Regions from separate parts of the Mus musculus genome. Here region 1 is linked to region 2. A link is a contact called in public Micro-C data. All regions are on one chromosome and are shown on one strand. Each heading gives the region's core, a stretch centred on a gene start, on an enhancer-like site or on the middle of the called end of the contact. The rest is flanking DNA. Distances are from core to core; before and after follow the strand shown.

Region 1 (3,462 bases), core at 585-3,084, 1.4 Mb after region 2:
AGAGGGAGAGGGAGGGGAAGAAGAAGCCGGTCAGGAACATGTGGTGAGAGAGGATGGAGGGGAATGGAGAGAGAAGGGAGAGAGAGAGTAATAGGATAAGAGAATGAGAGAGTAAGAGAGTGAGGAGGGGGCAAGCAGCCCCTTTTACTGTGAGTCAGACACACCTGGCTGTTGCCAGGTAACTGCAAGGCAAAGCCTAGAAGGAATGCTAACAAGGGTGGCTGATTTTGAATCTAGAAAGAGCAGCAAATGATTCTGCAGGAGTGATCTTGGTGGCAAAGGAAGGAAGTCCATGCTAGGGTGAGTTGTTGAGTCCTGGTTGGACATGTTAGTCGGTGAAGTGAGATAAGTAAATTTGATAGCTGGACCTTGGTGGTCAGCATCAGGAATGAGTCAGACATAAGTAAGTATTCAAATAAGAAGTCTAGTGGGGAGTCCAGTGGTTTAACAAAAGGGAAGGGTGAGGGAGGACCTCCCCCCCTCCCAGCACCAATTTTGCCACGTTTGGGCCTGTTTGAGCTATTCATTTCTTATCCTTGTTAGTGACTATATTGTGTCCCACTCAAAATTCCTCTTGTGTATGTTTATGCATGTGCAGGTGTGGAAGCTTGAAGACAACTTTTAGGAGTCAGTTTGAGGCAGGCGAGCACAGCCTCCACCTGTTTCTGAGGCAAGGTCCCTAGCTAGTTTTCTTCTGCTGGGTTGAACACTTTAGGTTAGCCAGTATTAGGACAAAGCAGCGGAAACGGAAGCTTGGTGGGTGGGAGCCAAGAAACATCACAGTCACATTATGCCACAGAGCTAGTGCAAGAGCTTTATTGGGGGAGAACAAAAGAGAGATTGAGAGATAGGAAAAATAAACAAGACAGAGAGGGAGAGAGAGAGAGAGAGAGAACATGAAACAGTAAACAAGGGAGGGGGGGGGAAAGGAAGGAGGAGAAGAGGAATCAGGGAGGGTGGAGAGAGAGAGAGGGAAAGACAGTGCACATTTGAGCTAGCCATGACTTTTAAAGAGTTTACAAGTTGATACACAACTCATATCGACCATGGAAATGCACTGCACCTGGCACAGTTGGGTGATGACTTAAGCTGCTGCCACCGAGTCACTGAAAGGCAGGCTGGAGGACCACCAAACTTAACACATTTAACAGCTGTCCTGTGAGCTTTTGGGCAACTCTGTTTTGCCTCACATCTCATCATAAAAGCACTAAGATTGCAGATGCGTGCTATATCGCATGGCTTTCAGCAGGACTCCAGTGATCTCTGTTTAGGTTCAGGCTTGTGAATTACACATTTTTATCTACTCAGTCATCTCTACACATAAATCTCTGTTGAAGCAGGATGTGGTGGTTGCTCTCTTGCCCGTAATCCTAGCACTTGGGAGTTGCAGAGAGAAGAGTCAGGCGTTCAAGGTCATCCAAGTGGCCATACTGAGTTGGAGGAAGGAAGAAAAGAAGGAAGGAAGAATGAAAGAAAACTATGTTGAATCCCTAACCTCCATGTGGCTGTTTTTGGAAACAGCATCTTTGTGGAGGGGGTTGAGATTAAGCAAGGGTACGAAGGTGAGCACTGAATCCACATGACTGATATCTTTATAAGACAAGACTCCAGAGATGTGTTCAACATAAAGAGGAGACACATTAAGGATACAACCACCAGAAAACAGAGAATTGAGGTCTCAAGAGAGATGAAGTCTGGCCATAGGTTATCCAGAACTCTAAGGCCCCAGAACCAAGAGCATGTGAAGTTCTGCCATTAAAGCTCTCAAGGCAGAGGTATTTTGTTATGACAGACACGGATGACTAACACATTCCCTTATGATTGCCGCTCAGAAGTTCCTCTTTAAGCTACATCTTCCATGACCATATCTGGGTTCCCTTTTGAAGCATTGTGATGAGCTTAGGTAATGCACTGCTTATCTAGCCCTTGAGCTGTCAGTCAACTGAGAACCGCCCACATTCCAGAATTAGGTGCTCCCACCCGCCACTCAGCCTTTAGTGACTCAGAGCCAATGGCCATGTCTTCACTACTGTCCAATGGGAATCCTTTTCATGGGCATGCTCCATACCTCCCCTATAAAGCCCACCATCATGACCTGTTTGCTGCTGGCTCCATTCCTGCTTTTAAAGGCAGCCACCATTTTGTGATTCCACACCCCAATAAGTGTCTTGTTCGGTGAGGTCTCCTTGATGATGTATGCTATTCCTCGGTATTCCTCGGATCCCCAAGATCCCCTTCCACTGTAAACCCTTTCACTTTCTACCTATGTAGACTTGGGGATTCCTTTAAGCCTCAAATACACTCACAGATATTTACATTCAATATAATAGCTACAAGTATAATTTCATTTCTTTTTTTTTTTTACATACATTCAGTTAATTACTCAGCTAAAAGTAATTGTTTCCAAGCCCGAAAATTGATGTTTTATTGTATTGTTAGAGACAAAGAGCAATCCCAGCGCTACACAAAGAAACACAGGAACAAAGTGAAAGCCGCTCAGCAAGACTTTCTTCCTGCTAAAGGGGAGCCCCAGGGTTAGCAAGCACACTGGGTCAAGATGGCTCCCATCTTCTGTTCCTCACGTAGGTGTGACTGTGTCTCATCCCACTGGTGGGAGTTCAGCTCCACAGGCTGATGTGATTGGCTAATTGGTACAAAGTGGGAAGGGAAAGAAAAAAAGGGTCCTTGCCAGACTAACTTTGATAAGAATAAACAAAAGTTTCTCACAGTAGTATTCTATCTGCCCATTCATTCATTTGCCTCTCAGTATAAGGACAACTACTTTAAAATTGTTGAAAACAGACTTAAAACGAGAGAACATCTTTACAAGTTTCTGAGACTTAATGTTTTTGTATGATGATGTGAAAAACAAATTTTATCCTGCTAAGATCATAGTTTTTAGCTGATGGATAGAATTAATTCTATCTTGAGGTGCAAAATCTATTGTCCTTTTTTCCTGGCAGGGGAACAAGTGACTAATTTCACGTTCGAGCCTCTCAAGAAGCTCTGTTAGCCGAGTGGCAGTCTCCTACATCTCTGTTCTTCACTGTCTGTTTCTAGCCTCTCAGGCTTAGTGTGGTGACGCAGCTGTGGCACACGAAAACCATTAATATTTTCCATCGTGTCTTCTAAATGCACAACCTCAAACAGTGTGTGGTCTCCTTGGCCTGCTACAGTGGGTAAACATTTGGTACCACATTACCAGTTCTCTGATACAGATATTATACTGCATCATTTACGTGGGTGTCAGGTTTAGTACCATGTTCATGAGTACTTGTTTGAAGGCAAGACCACACACACACACAGACCCCTACTTATCCAAAAGTGGAACCCACAACAGATCAAAATAACAGTTATACCAAAGTCCAATGTATTGAACCAGTGATTTATTGGGGTTACTTAAAGGAACATGGGCGCCGGGTGATGATGGCGCATGCCTTTAATCCCAGCACTTGGGAGGCA
Region 2 (3,409 bases), core at 129-2,628:
AGTTAGCACCCGTGTAAAACCCAGGCCATGGCAGCAGATGGCCATGCATGGATGCAGAGGCAAACAGATCCCGGGAGTTCCCTAGCCAGCCAGTCCAAGAAAACAGTGAGCTTCCTGTACAGAGAGACTCTGTCCCAAGGGAAGAGAGCCATAGAGGAGGACGTTTAGTGTCCTTCTCTGGCTTCTGCATGTTAGCACACAGCCACACATACATGACGTACATACATTTTAACGTCTTCTCATTATGATGCTTTTCTTCTTTACCGTGGTGGATCTCGGATTCATTTTGTTTTGTTGGTCTGGGTTTTACCTTGAACTTGCTGGGAGCCCAGGTGTGTGCCATCACACAGTGATTTCTAGTATTTTATTGCACTCTCTCATGAAAGTCTACTTTATAGTACAGCTTTGTTTGGAGTAAGAGTAAGATGGCCCCACTCTCAGGCACTGTATGAAAGTGGAAAATGGCCCTGAGCCTCGTTCTCAAACTTGTCTCCGTCTGTTTTGGTGCCATGATGATGATGATGATGGTGGTGGTGGTGGTGATGATGATGATGGTTTTCTTCCCACCAATCACTGCCTAGAGACTCAACTCAGTTATGTTAGTAAAGCATTATTCACAGGACGCTGCCATGATGTGTCATGGTTATGTGATGGGAACTGGGGTGGTTACCCGTACAGGGGATCCCGCAGAGGTACTTCCCACCTAACTAATCCTTTTTCAGCTGCAGAAACATTTTTGTGGGACTCCTCCCTTGGAAGAACTCAGCCTGGATAAACGTAGGAGGGTCAGAAAAATGTGCACAGATTCATTTTTAAGATCTCTTACTCCTTTAGCTGGGTGTGGGAACTCATGGATGAGAGCCCATTACCTGGGAGACGGTGTCAGGAGGGTCAGGAGTTTGAGGCCAGCCCTGGTGACACGAGAATGAGACTCTGTCTCAAATAAATAAATCATCCTATTACTCACACTTGAGGAAGTATTCGGCAGTCAATCTTAGTCCAAAATACTTGCTCAGAATCACTGTGCAGAACCACATACAGAGAGAGATGCCAACAGACAGGGGACTCGATCTGTGTCCTCACGGAGCTTGTTAGCTACTGGTGTTAACATATAGTCACTACCAGGCATACAGGAAAATGAGTACTTCACTGTCAGGGCTAGGAAGAGACCGATGCGTTTAGAATGAGGTGGGATTAACCATACTGTGATACAAGTTCCCAGTAGAGGTTATGTTGAGACCAAGCTTTGAAGAAATACATCATTATTGTGAGCAGAAGGGAAGGAAGTATGATTTTGTCTGAGAAGGCCTTTAACAGCCCCAAATTCCTATTTGTATAGAAAACACTCTTGGAATGCTGGGTGTGGTAGTGTATACCAGGAATCCTGGCACTCAAGAGCTGGAGGCAGGAGGATTGTGATTTTGAGGTCAGTTTAGGTTACTTACATATTCAGACCCAGTCTTTAAAAAAAAAAGAAAGGCCTGCTGGTGGTGGCACACATCTTTATTTAATCTCAGCACTTGAGAGGCAGAAGCAGGTAGATCTCTGTGTTCCAGGCTAGCCTGGTTTACAGATAGAATCAGGATAGCCAGGGCTACATAGAGAGACCCTGTCTTTAAAAACCAAAAAGAAAAAGGGAAAAAAAAGGAAGCAAGGGAGGGAGGGAGGGAGGGAGGGAGGGAGAGAGAGAGAGAGAGAGAGAGAGAGAGAGAGAGAGAGAGAAAGGAAGAAAGAAGGAAAGAAAAAGGAGGAGAGAAAGGGGCTGGAGAGATGGCTCAGCTGTTATAAGCACTTGTTCTTCTAGAGGACCTGAGCTCAGTTCCCAGAACGCAATGAGGTCATAACCAACTGTAACTCCAGCTCCAGGGGATTCAACAGATACCCTCATTTGGCCTCCGTGAGCACCTGTATATGTGTGTGTCACACACACACACACACACACACACACACACACACACACACACACACACACACCACAGTTTAAATTTTTTGCTTAAATGAAATGAAAGCGATCACTTGGAGAATTTGCATGTGTCAAGCCCCATTAAAAAACTCACATAGCCTTGGACAAAGACTTTGATTTCTTTTTGGCTTAGTTTTCTCAGCTGTCAAGGGAGTGATAAAATACCAGATGGCACCTCACATCTGTAATCCCGACTCTTGAAGGTAGAGTCAGAAAGATCAAAATGTTCAAGGTTATCCTCTGCTACATAGCGAGTCCAAGGCCAACCTGGGCCACATCGAGACCTTATTTAAAAACAAATAGACATTAAAGTGGGACAGGAGGATTAAATGAAACAGTACATGGCTCAATAAAATTTTGCTAAGGTTTGAGCTCTTACTATTCCTATATTGCTTCGCTTGCATGTCCTGCATGTTTCTGCTCCCTGTCCTGGGACAATGGCAACCCCTAGTTGCCCTTGAGAGTTTAGGAATTGACCTGACCTCTGCCCATGCTCGGGGCCTTTCTCTCCTACCTCCGTAACAACCTCTAACAACCTCACACCTCTGGTTATCTCTTCCCCCTCTTCTCCCAGCCTTCCTCACATCTCAGTCCCCTCATCCTGGTAGGCTAGGTCACGGTTGCACGGTTGCCGAAGTGCACGTTCTCAGCACTTCCTGACTGCCTACGTGGACAGCTGGTCAGTCACCTGACACACTCTGTTGGCTCTCTAAGGGTGGCAGCCACACTTGGGGTCTGTGGGATTTGTCCACTTGGCGCTGGTTGGTGAGGAGCACTGACTGCACGAAGTCAGTTCTGGAGACATCTCAACAGTCAGACCTGGACACTTTGATAGAGCAGCAGTTCTCAACCTGTGGATCTCCCCCTCCCCCAGCCTTTGGGGGAGGGGGAGTGACTCTTTCACAGGGGTCACACATCCTGCATGTCAATGAATGCATTACAATCAATAGCAAAAGCAAGACTACGGTTTTGAAGTAGCAGCGCAGTACTTTTATGGTTGGGGGTCACCACAACATGAGGAACTGTGTTAAAGTGTCACAGCATTAGGAACCGCTGGTGGAGAGTCTGTGAGATGCTGGGTAAGGTAGAAGGCTCTGGAGACCTTGATGGTGACCCAGAGGAAATAAATCAAGGATGAGGTGTTTGCTAAGAAGGCTCTCTCCCCATCCTCGGCCCTCTCAAAAGAAATCTGTGTATTTTAAGATAGGTGTATTTTTATTATTTCCAGTTGTGGATTTGCGTGTATAGGGGACTTTTCACACACCTGTGTCTTTTCTTTGTCTTTTTTTCTTCCTGTTTAGATAGGCTCATTTATGTACCCCAGGCTTGGCTTGAACTCAGAGATCTGACTGCCCCTCTGCCTCCTGCTGGTTTGCAAAGCAGTCACCATCATGCCTGGCCTCATTGCTGTGCTTATTCACTTCCCTCCCAGGCTTCCCTCCATAG

The links. Hi-C and Micro-C count contacts between places; a contact is called where the count stands out from the background.
Region 1: a Micro-C map of embryonic stem cells shows a contact between it and region 2, with 5 times the contacts expected there. The contact joins two enhancer-like sites. A contact is called at or near these places in 1 of 39 promoter capture datasets (hippocampal neurons) and 1 of 484 Hi-C or Micro-C datasets (embryonic stem cells).

The regions. Positions count from the first base shown.
Region 1 is chr6:136,490,542-136,494,003 of GRCm38.p6, forward strand. The region is part of intron 3 of Gm44140 (a long non-coding RNA gene); the gene reads right to left. Among named protein-coding and RNA genes, the nearest start is that of Gm44140, 26 kb to the right of the region's middle. Within about 2 kb of position 1,835, at least 111 of the 459 cell types and tissues checked have an H3K27ac peak or open chromatin away from gene starts, as enhancers often do. A contact at or near this core is called in embryonic stem cells, where this site is marked.
Region 2 is chr6:135,069,178-135,072,586 of GRCm38.p6, forward strand. All of the region lies in intron 1 of Gprc5a (G protein-coupled receptor, family C, group 5, member A), which reads left to right. Among named protein-coding and RNA genes, the nearest start is that of Gprc5a, 5.2 kb to the left of the region's middle. Within about 2 kb of position 1,379, at least 41 of the 459 cell types and tissues checked have an H3K27ac peak or open chromatin away from gene starts, as enhancers often do. A contact at or near this core is called in embryonic stem cells, where this site is marked.